2 separate regions of the Hordeum vulgare genome follow, and region 1 is linked to region 2. A link is a contact called in public Hi-C data. All regions are on one chromosome and are shown on one strand. The core of a region is the stretch at or near the end of the contact, and the rest is flanking DNA. Distances in the headings are between cores, read along the strand shown.

Region 1 (6,139 bases), core at 2,353-4,852, 230 kb after region 2:
TGGTGATGATGAAGACGGTCCTGCCCGAACCGCGGTTCCAGCAGCAGCTGGCCCCACGGTGGACGTCAAATGTCGTCGTTTTCTTATAGGGTACCTTGACGGCAGATGTCATGGGATGGCTAATCGAGGTGAGGGCCACGGTGGACGTCAAATATCGTCGTTTTCTTATAGGGTACCTTGACGGCAGATGCCATGGGATGGTTAATCGAGGTGAGGGCAAGTCTGTCGTGGAGGATCCGGGATGAGATAGGGTAGTAGCACATGGTGGTTTATCCAGGCTCAGGGCTCTCCGAAGAGATCGTCGTTTTCTTATAGGATACCTTGACGGCAGATGCCATGGGATGGTTAATCGAGGTGAGGGCAAGTCTGTCGTGGAGGATCCGGGACGAGATAGGGTAGTAGCACATGGTGGTTTATCCAGACTCAGGGCTCTCCGAAGAGATAATACCCCTACTCCGACATGTCTATATATGATGTATACTTCCAGTAGAGCTGAGTGCTTCCTCCTTGGCCTCATGTCTGTGTGCGTGTGTGTGTATGACAGTATGAGGGAGTGAGAGGGCAGCCCAAAGGTCTCCTCCCATACGTGGTGGGCCTCAGCCCCTTGTATGGGAGTGTGGCTTGATACTGCTTGGCATATAAGCTACCATGGGTAGTTTACATGTCAAGCTATATGTATCTTGAGAGCTAGCCTAGACGTCGTAGTTGATTGTAGATGAAGCTGCATGTCTCTGGGGTACCCGGGGATCATTCCGCTGACAATCATGGATGAGAATGCAAAGAAAAAAAAACAGAGGAAGCAAAGAGCAATTTTTTTGGGGACAGTGAACATTCAACGTAACTGAAGTTCTAACCACTTGCTCATGAACTACCTTACCAATTCATCGCTAAGAGCATCTCCAACAGTCCGTATGTTCAATCGTTGGTATAAGTGTCCACATCATCAACCAACAGCACATCATACAAGCTCTTGTCTCTGGGGTACCCGGGGATCATTCCGCTGACAATCATGGATGAGAATGCAAAGAAAAAAAAACAGAGGAAGCAAAGAGCAATTTTTTTGGGGACAGTGAACATTCAACGTAACTGAAGTTCTAACCACTTGCTCATGAACTACCTTACCAATTCATCGCTAAGAGCATCTCCAACAGTCCGTATGTTCAATCGTTGGTATAAGTGTCCACATCATCAACCAACAGCACATCATACAAGCTCTTCAATAGAGTGTATGTTAACCGTATGTAAAATAACTAAGAGTGAGTCCACTAAATGTTGAAGAAATAACCATGTTTGCCTCGGAGCTTGTGCATGAACCGTTGCTTCAAGTTCATACGGTTTCATTCTCTCTCTTCTTTTATTATGTGCCATGTCATCAAAATCATCTATGTGGCAATTTTACCAACGATGATCATACAACCATTGGAGATGCCCTAAGAGGCACTGGGATGGTAACATCAGCTGATAACTTAGAGCAAAGAAGACAGGGGTAGTTCACCATCAGAAGTTGTTCATGTGAAGATCACAAATTAGCAATTTCCCTGAGAATAACAAATTCAGGAGAATAGCTAAACAAGAAAACCTCTCGTTGTAGCACAGAAAAAAATTAGCTACTAGTCTGATTCTCATTTCAGTAGCTAATCATGCAAGTAGCAGTTCAAACTTCAGGGCGAGGTAGATCCCAAATGAAAGTCACACAGAGAGCACATAGTACATAAGAGTACGATCCATAATATCATAGCATTACATTCAGAGGTACTGCAATAATGAGCAAGATAAGTAGCAGTAATGGTTCTCTCTTCACATGGCTAATCTACACTCCAAACAGCATTCACCAAAGTAAACAGATCTCTTAGGAGGACCCATTCAGTGCTTCAGTACTTTTGTGCTGGCTGCTGGGTTGGCAGCAATCCAAACCTCTTCTTCAACAGGTAACGCTGACGGGCGTACTTGTCATCCGGGGAGAAACGAGCTGCATCACAAGTGATTATATAAGTACCCTTCTTTGGCGTGAGAATACTCATAGATGTTCAACACCAGAAAACTAAAATATAACAAGTCATCTACTCCCTCCGTTCCTAAATATAAGTCTTTGTAGAGGTTTCACTAGTGGACCACATACGGATGTATATAGATATACTTTAGAGTGTACATTCAATCATTTTGCTCCGTATGTAGACCACTAGTGAAATTGATTAAAAGACTTATATTCAGGAACGGAGGGAATACATTCTACAGGACATGGCAGAACAGCACTTATTAGAGGACCGCTCACCACTACATTTATTTTATGCACGCAAGGACTATGATCCTTAGGAGTACATAGTTAGTTTATTGTTGATATGTCAACAATACAGATGTTCAACTCAAGAAAACTAAAAATATCACAACTCATCTACAGGTTAAAAAGACATATTAGATCAGGGTTACTAAGAGGACCATGACGGTCACCACCCAAGAACATGGAATTATTTGACGTATTCTACAATATTTACCACAGTACCTTGATGTTCAAGACAAGCAGGATGGGCAATTTCTGGAATCTTTACTTTCAGGATCAACCATAATAGAAATGCATAGGAAGTAAATCTTCCAGCACAAATGGGTTCAAAACAAAAAACAATTTCAGATAGGAACTTCAATTCTTACTGTGACCCCTGGGCGATTAAATAAAATTCTAATAAGAACCATTGCTGAATAACAAAGCAACAAAAACTAATGGTACCGCGAAATGCTCTTTAAGCATCGGTTGCTAGTTCCAGCACTCAAAACAATAATGCAAAGCAGGTCATGCAAGCTGAAAATTTGATTAGATGTTGTGGCAATGTTCCCAGCATGAATTCAGCCTTATTTGTCCTTTGGATAACTTATCGTACAATGGATAAAAATATCTCCTCACGAGCAAGATATTCATTATCTGAAAAGACCAAGACCAACACAAAAAACCTAAAGTTTCTCCAAATAGTATGTGTATATATCATGCCTACATGTCTGAAGTCCGAGAACAAGCAGACTGGCACTGCAACCGGGATTAACAAACAGGGACATGGAGACATGAGCACCCTCTTTTACAGCACAAGAAGCTGGCCTACTAACTCAAACTAAGTCACATAATTTCATTGTAACATGGTCTAACAGCCAAGGCAAAGTCAGGGAAAGGGAGTTGGTATACCTGGGTGGGCAGACTGCGTCGGCACACCGAGAGGGGATTCCTTCTGCAGCACAGGAGCGAGAGAAGTATCAGCACGGGGTCACAGATACTACAAATCATCACCAAGTAAGCGCGAGGGCAAAGATTATCCGACCTTGGTGGTGTACACCTTGATGCCCTTCTCGTTGATGTAGTACTGGAGATACATCTTGGCTCAAGGCGCGGGGATCAGCCCTGAAAAATCCGACGAAGCGGAAGCAGCCGTATCTATGAGACCGTCGAGAAGTACAATCGCTGATGGAATCGGGGAGGCGGGATTGGAGAGGGGAGAAAAGAGAAATTACCAGAGGTTGGCGGCGGGCGAGAGAAGAAGCGGCGGGGAAGAGGGCTGCACGGGTATCTGGCGGCTAGGGTTTGTGGGAAGCAAGGTTATAAGACGAGGAAAAGGGTTTGTAACTGGTAAGTGGGACCAGAGTTGAGGGGTACTAGTGGGGTAGGAGACCACGAGGCAGCGATGTTTTTTTCTTCTCGGAAACTACATACATGACGAATTAAGCCTGGTCGTAATTGGGTACCATAAGTGTGGACGTTTTGAACCCATGGGCATATGAACCTGTTTCCCAAAAATGCATTTTAAATGCGTTCTAAAATGTAAAAAATCAAAAAAATCACACATAAGTCTTCGCAATATGTGTATGGAAAAAAATCTTTTTTTATTTTGCATCTGCGAAAAAGATAAATTTCAGTGTTTTTAAATAGTGTTTCACAACACACTTTTTTGTTCTTTTTGCACATGTCAAACAAAAAGTTGTTTTTCCACGAAACCTTTTGCACATGCATAGAATATGAAGATGTATACTTGAAACTTCTTTCAGATTTTTTGAACATTTTAACAATGAGGTTTTCAAAGTGGGTTCATATGTCCATGGGTCGTGCACTTTCTGAAATATCATACACTAATATCCATAATGCATGGTATCATAGATTAGTATTATATATGGTTTAATTTGTTATCATGCATGACACATCATAGATGCTCAACCAACTTTTTTTGTATTTAATTACACACCATGTGATTAAAATTGTCTAATTGGCATCCATGGTATTGTTGAGGAACGTTGCATGGGAAACAAAAAAATTCCTACGCACACGAAGACCTATTATGGTGATGACCATCTACGAGAGGGAGATCGAATCTACATACCCTTGTAGATCGCTAAGCGGGAAGCGTTAAGAAACGCGGTTGATGTAGTGGAACGTCTTCGCGATCCAAATCGCCGCCGTCCCACGATCCGTCCCGATCTAGTACCGAACGGACGGCACCTCCGCATTCAGCACACGTACAGCTCGATGACGATCTTCGCCTTCTTGATCCAGCAAGAAAGTCGGGGAAGTAGATGAGTTCTCCGGCAGCGTGACAGCGCGCCGGTGGTGGTGGTGATCTATTCCTGCACGGCTTCGCCTATGCACCGCAGAAATCCGATCTAGCGGAAGAACTACGAAGTAGGGGTTGAGGGTTGCACGTGGCAAAGTTGTGTCTCAAAAACCTTAAAACCTCTAATATATATAGGAGAAGGGGAGGGGCTAGCCTTGAGGCTCAAGGGAGCCTCGTTGGCTTCGGCCGAAGTGGAGGAGGGAGGAGTCCTCCAATCCTAATTGGATTAGGACTCCTTCCTAAATTTCCCACCTCTTTTGGATTTTTTATTTTTTTCCTCATGGACTTTCCTTGGATGACTTGTCAGCCCATTATGCCTTATTGCACATCCAATAAACCCATGTGGACCCCTTGGGGCATGGTGGGCCCCCGGTACCCATTCGTCACTCTCCGTACAGTGTCGGCAATGCCCGAAATTCTTCCGGAATCCAAATACCAACTTCCTATATATCAATATTCGTTTCCGGACCATTCTAGAAACCCTCGTGATGTACGAAACTCATCCGGAACTCCGAACAAAACTTCGTTCACCAGCACCTATAACTCAACTATACTAAAACGTCACCGAACCTTAAGTGTGCACACCCTGCAGGTTCGAGAACTATGCACACATGACGTGAGACACTCCTCGGTCAATATCCAATAGCGGGACCTGGATGTCCATATTGGATCCTACATATTCTATGAAGATCTTATCGGTTGAACCTCTATGCCAAGGATTCATATAATCCTGTATACCATTCCCTTTGTCCTTAGGTATGTTACTTGCCCGAGATTTGATCATCGGTATCTCTATACATATTTCAACCTCGTCTCCGGCAAGTCTCTTTACTCGTTCCGTAATACAACATCCCGTGACTAACTCTTTAGTCATATTGCTTGCAAGGCTTATATGTGATGTTGTATTACCGAGTGGGCCCCGAGATACCTCTCCGTCACACGGAGTGACAAATTGAAAGCGCATGCTATGCCCCTAATCGTCTTTTGGTGTTAATGACAACACATACATAGGAAACTAATCCTATTTGTTGTGTGTATCTCAGGATGGCAAGTACTTTAGTAGATTGAGAATTATGTGCCAAAGGTTGTCTCAGAAGATTGGGGATTTATATTTCGAGAAGCCTCGGGATTAAGAAAAGATGGCGTAGACTAGTCTTTTGAGTTTACTGATATTGAGTATAGGGATCCCGCACTATTAAGAGGGGATCACAGGTTTTTGCGATGAACTTGCTCATACCACATCTTTACTGTCATACCCAATACCACATATTCTCCACTCTGTTCTTATATCAAAACAGGTCTATTGCCTCGGACATCCGGCTCCCTCCGGACGTCCGAGGGCCGGATGACCGGCAGGCTTCGGAAATCCGCAGCCCTTCACCAGAAGTTTGTGAGTCATATAACTTGGAAATCCGGCTTCCTCCGGACATCCGAGGGCCGGACGTCCGACCAGCCCAGGAAATCCGGAGCCCTGCACCAGTAGAAGTTGAGTTCTATAACTCGGATTTCCGGCTCCCTCCGGACGTCCGAGGGCCGGACGTCCGACCCCCTTCGGA
Region 2 (5,806 bases), core at 1,788-4,287:
TTTTTGATTCTTCATGATATAGTTGAAGCACAGTCAAAATATGTTTTTTTTTGGCAAACCTTGAACATAGTTTTCAACATAATATACTAACAAAATGAAGTGAAAGTGATATTCTGGACAAATCTAATTACATTACTTTCATGCAGTCAATATGTATCTTCCAAACATATTATTATTCAAAGTCTATAAAGATTGACCACACAAAATCCCAGGGCTGGGCAACTTACATTTAGGGTATGTTTAGTTTGTGCCAAAAAGTTGGCTAGCCACAAAATTGGTTGAGATTTTGCTTGTCATTGGATAGGCCAACATTGGCTAGAAAAGTGTACTAATAAAGTTGGTACTGGAGCATTGTCATGTTAAAAAGTTGGTCATACTCCAAACAAAAGCCAAGGTTTTGGTCATGACCAGAAAAAATGCACCCTTAGAGACGGAGGCAAAGATCTTTAAGGAAGTTCACAATCGAACATTTCCACTTCTAACTCCACAAACTAGAAAGGTAAATCTTCAACTAGAGAGGAAGACCTGCAGTCAAAAGAGAATACACAAGTACACAACACACCTTGCCGTATGATTTATCTGTGAAGACTTCCTCAATTGGTGCTTCTGATAATGTTCTGATTTTCTCGTATGATTCATCTGAAATCATTGACAGCTTGTACTCTCTTTTCTCTTTGCCAGCTCGCTTGGCCAATCTAATTTGAGGGTCGATATACTTGACTGCCTGTGAATCATAGCCAACTGCATGAGAATATAATTATAACGCATCAACTAAAAATAGGAAAGAAATAATACCTCAGAGTGTGCAAGCTTCATTCCTGCTTGAAGATCCCTTTCAGTTATCTCACGAGCTTGTACATCTATCATTAGTGTTTTATCCCGTGAACATGCATAAACTAGGTTGAGATCACTCAAACCTAACTACAAGTCACAGAGAAATATACAGAAAATATGAGTGAAGTGAATGAAACCCCTGCATTTACAATGGATAATACTCCCTCCGTCCCAAAGTAAGTGTCGTGGACTTAGTACAACTTTGTACTAAAACTGTAATAAATCAGCGACACTTATTTTGGGACAGAGGGAGTATGTGAAAACCACATATACACTGATGTTAGTTATGGTGCAAATGGCAAAGAAATGGAATAGGCACCATGAGCCACGAAACGCTCCTGGGAAATGCTATATCCACAAACAGCGCAAATGTACACCATCATGGGTACAATTGAGGCACAGTGGAGGATAGATAAAAAATGATTACATATTGTAGCACTTGATCGATATTACCTCATCCACTGTTGGGTTCAACACGAAATTCCCATCAATTCTTCCGACACGTATTACTCCAATTGGCCCATTCCAAGGTATATCAGAAAGCATGAGAGCAGCTGAAGATGCATTAGCAGCCATAACATCCGGGTCCTGCTTTCCATCTGAGGAAAGTACATTTACCGTGATCTACAAAAGCAGGATCCAAATCCATCAATGAGTGGTAATGCTTGTGCAAACTTCGCGAATTTCAGGAATGAAATATTAAACAGAAAAATCACCTGGACTTCATGGTAAAAGCCACGAGGAAACAATGGCCGTATTGGTCGATCGATTATGCGCCCACACAGAAGTTCTCTTTCCTTAGGAGCACCTTCCCTGCGCATATATGTTGTGGGAATAACACCTTGAGCATATTGCTTCTCTTGATAATCAACCTACAGCCAACAAAATAACCAACCTGCTCATCATGGGAAAGATGCAGATAGCAAATAGATAGTGTTGCCTTGAAAAAGTGAAGACAAACATATTCCATTCTTCCCTTTGGGTTAAGCATATCCCCAGTAAGTTCAATTGGCAATGAGAGAAGTGAAGTACACAATGGGCCTTTAAACTTGTCCAGGGTGGTCAAGTAGGTCCCTAAACTAAAAAACTGTAGATTATTTAAGTGCTTCAGAGAAGTTTAAGAGTCAATAATGTATTTAGCTCTTTCAAATTTTACTCCAGGGAATCAGCAGCTGTAAGAAACAGCTTCAAGGTACTAAAATTATGCTTTATTACCATGAAGCACTGAACACTACCTGCCCAAAATCAAGCGTGATAATTTGTAAATAACATCGATTTAGGTCAGTTTGCAGTTGCTGAACTGTTCTGCATTGTGCATATTTTATAATGCGGTGCGCTGTTGAAAATTAGCCAGGAAAGTAGGTAAAAGCAGGTCAAACAAACACCAAAATAGGCAAAAGCTGGTTGGGCAACCGGGGCTATGGCAATCGACTGCAATGCCAAACGCAGCCTTAATTTTATCAATCTCTTACTGAAACGCAAAACTGGTGATAATTGGCACAAATGAACGGCATAACAATGAATAGTACTGCAACCAAACCGTGCTTGTGAACCAAATCAATGAAGTCTCATTATTACAAAGATATAAAAAAGGTGGGGTGTTCAACAAGATATATATAACCTGGGAAAATTTGTGGCACAAATCAAATGCTGTAGCTGGAGAACACTTAAAATTGCGTCAAATGGAAGTGTATGTATGTGCAGATTAAGTTGCCACATGGGAGGGAAGGGCGAATTTGACATGCTCTGAAACACACCACGTCAATAGAAGACGGAAAACGATCCTTACGGTTAGAGGGAGGAAGTCCCGGACGGGGTCCGAGGACTTAGCGGCGGCGACGGTGGAGAGGACGTTGGTGTCCTCCATGGAGATGACCACGGAGCCGTTGGCGAAGCGCGCCATCTTCCCGGTCTCGAAGGCGATGAGGCGACCCCCGATCTCGAACTCCTCGCGGAAGCTCTCCAGCACCTTCCGCCCCGGCGGCGGCGGCGACGCCTGCGGGGCCTCCTCGGCCGTGTTGGAGAGGAATGCGGCCCGCGTGCCGGGGAAAGCGAGCCGCATCTGGTGCCGTCGGCGCGCGAGGAAGCGGAGCGAGGCCACCGCCATCGACATGGTGGCGCTCGGGGACTGGGGAGGAGCGGCAGGAAGAGGAAGAGGGGTTTTGGGCCTGGGTTTAGGGTTTAAGCGGCGAAGCGAAATGGTTGGGCCTCTCGCCGTCTTTGGCTTGGGTGCGTCATACGGGCAGTGCAGCGGTTGATCGTGGACCCACGTGTCAGTGAGCCGAACGAACACAGCTTCTCCGGTTTTATGACCCTCAAGAGATCTGGACCGTACAACGAGTGACCGACGGCTCAGGATGCCCGTATCGTGTCGAAAGAAGCCCCATTTCTCTCTCTCCCTCACACTGATCGCCCGCCGCCGCCGCCGCCGGGAAGAAGAGCTCCGACTCGAAACCCCCCAAACCCTACCGCACCTCCCGATCCTCGTCGTCGCTGCCCTCGCTCCTCCGGTATGCCCTTCACATCGCTCTCGCCACGCCTCGCCTCTCCTCCCCTCCCCTCCCCTCCCCTCTGACAGCTGATTTTACCGTCGGGATTCGTAGGAACGATGCCTCTGGGGCTGATACTGAGCTCGATCGGGAGGTCGATGCGGCGGAAGCGGACGTCCTCGCTCAACATCCTCTCCTCCAAGAGGGCGCCCCGGGATTACTACAAGGGCAAGAACTGCAAGCCCACCGGGTTCCACACCCGCAAAGGTGACAAGCTGACACCAACTCTGATCTGAACCTAGTCGTCTTCTCGGTATCTTATGCCCGCTGCTTGATACTACTACACTTCTTATCACCTTCTGGTTCGATGCGTCATTTACATTCAAAGATGCAGGTCATGATCTGTTTGGTTGAGTAATTTAAACGATTTTGATTTGAATCAGATATAGTTAAAATAACCTGATGCACCCGGTCAAATTGGCTTTCAGTTCGACAGTTGCCACAGCATTTGCCCCATGGTAGCAACGGATGGTCCATATGGGATGTCAAATGTAGTGCGTTGTTCTGAGTAAACCATTACACCGTATGTGAACCAAGTGCTTGCTTCCTTGGCATTTGACATCATAATAATATAATAAAGCTTAGTGAGTGGACAAGGTGCAAAACATTTCAATCTAGGCAGTCTATGGCCAATGGTGAAGTTCATTGGAATTAGTAGTATTAACCATGTATATGTAGAAACTAGGACCAAGTATTTTCGATTGTTCTGCTGTTCATGCATATCACCATGCGGCTAGAAAGAACTGCAACTGTGGAGAGCAAATTCAGCAACTCCAAAGAAAAATATAGATACTTCTTTGGAAAACATACAAGAATATTGATACAGCCTTGTACTTCATGGAGGAAAAGCCATTCCAACCATGTGGCGCATCAGTTTCTGTACCATGGTCACAAAAACTTACTTGGAGTTAGGAAAAACAGGGCAGCTTAGAAATAGCAAAACAGTATTGTGATTATATGGCAAGTTAGAAGGGATGTTTTTGGTCATGCCTATGATGGTCGGTTTGTCTTATATTTATATTGCCGTGCAGGCATACAAACAGTCATGACCACTAGATCATGGATGTAGTTACTGATTCTCTAGTGCTACATAACCACATGAGTTACAGAAACGAAACAACTAGGAACGGAACAAATAGTGCCTAGTAAATACAGGAGTTAATATGCCCCTGCAATCTCAACCACTATGAACAAGGTGAAGACATCAGCGGTCTGATCTGCTGACAACACAAAGCGGACTTCCAAAGCTCCAAGTGCAACCTTCTCCCGAACAAAGTGGAAATCCACTTCAATGTGTTTAGTGCGTGCATGAAACACTGGGTTTGCAGTTAATAACGTAGCACCGAAATTATCACACAATAGAACTAGAGGTCTTGGCTGAGGGACATGAAGTTCTCGTAGAAGCGACTGAACCCAAGAAGCCTCTGGAGCACCATTTGCCAGGGCTTTGTACTCTGCCTCAGTGGATGATCTGGAAATAATTAATATGTTTCCTAGCACTCCCAAGATATGAGATTCGGACCGAAGAAAACCGCGAACCTGCCAGTGGATCTCCAGTTATCAGCGCAGCCTGCCCAGTTTGTGTCTGTCAACAGTCAACACGGATGTGTTCTTGGACCTCTGAATATGTAGGCCAGTAGCTACTGTACCCTTGATGAAATGGAGAATCCTCTTGACTGCTTCCCAATGAACATTTGTCGGTTGGGAGAGATACTGACACACCTTGTTCACAACAAAGGAGATATCCAGCCGAGTCAATGTAAGGTAGCAGAAGTGTGAGCGCTCCGGTAGGTATGAATGTCAGTTTCACCAAGAGGAGTGCTGAGGTCACAGGACAGCTTCTCATGAACACACATGGGTGTAGAAACTGTCTTACAATTTGTCATGTGAGTGCGCTCAAGCAGATCAAGATTGTACATCTATTCGCAAGGACAATGACCCTGGAATTTTGAGCCACTTCAATGCCCAAGAAGTATCGAAGCTGGCCAAGATTTTTAACCGGGAAGGTGGCAGACAACTGGTGAAGAAGACGATCTGTTACTACGTCAGAAGAGCTTGCAATGACAATATCATCGACATGAACCAACATATAGATGGTGACACTGCCATGGGAGAAGATGAACAAAGATGTGTCTGCAATAGATGTAATGAAGCCAAGCTGCTGAAGCCGATCACTCATACGTGAGTACCAAGCACGCGGAGACTGTTTAAGTCCATATATTGCTTTGTACAACTTGCATACATGCGTTGGATGAGCAGGATCTTCAAAACCCAGCGGCTGATGCATATATGCATCCTCTTGGACAACAGCATGAAGGAGCATTACTGATGTCAATCTGACAAAGATTCCAGCCATGACTAACTGCAAGAGACAACAAGAGATGCATGGTAGTTGGCTTGACAACGGAACTGAAAGAGCCGAC

The links. A called contact is a pair of places that touch in the nucleus more often than the background predicts.
Region 1: a contact with region 2 is called in a Hi-C map of seedling, with 5 times the contacts expected there. The contact joins the promoter of LOC123402897 here to the promoter of LOC123405999 in region 2. A contact is called at or near these places in 3 of 6 Hi-C or Micro-C datasets (leaf and seedling).

Annotation. Positions count from the first base shown.
Region 1 is chr6H:368,108,645-368,114,783 of MorexV3_pseudomolecules_assembly, forward strand. It overlaps LOC123402897 (H/ACA ribonucleoprotein complex subunit 3-like protein), which reads right to left and starts at 3,603. Exons shown (of 4, transcript XM_045096863.1): 1 at 3,493-3,603; 2 at 3,303-3,382; 3 at 3,170-3,212; 4 at 1,684-1,969. The coding sequence starts at 3,356. The coding sequence ends at 1,872.
Region 2 is chr6H:367,877,424-367,883,229 of MorexV3_pseudomolecules_assembly, forward strand. It overlaps LOC123405999 (polyribonucleotide nucleotidyltransferase 2, mitochondrial), which reads right to left and starts at 3,038. Exons shown (of 16, transcript XM_045099503.1): 1 at 2,624-3,038; 2 at 1,551-1,706; 3 at 1,288-1,458; 4 at 796-921; 5 at 563-724. The coding sequence starts at 2,947. LOC123406002 (39S ribosomal protein L41-A, mitochondrial-like) reads left to right here and starts at 3,180. Exons shown (of 4, transcript XM_045099505.1): 1 at 3,180-3,344; 2 at 3,438-3,590. The coding sequence starts at 3,443.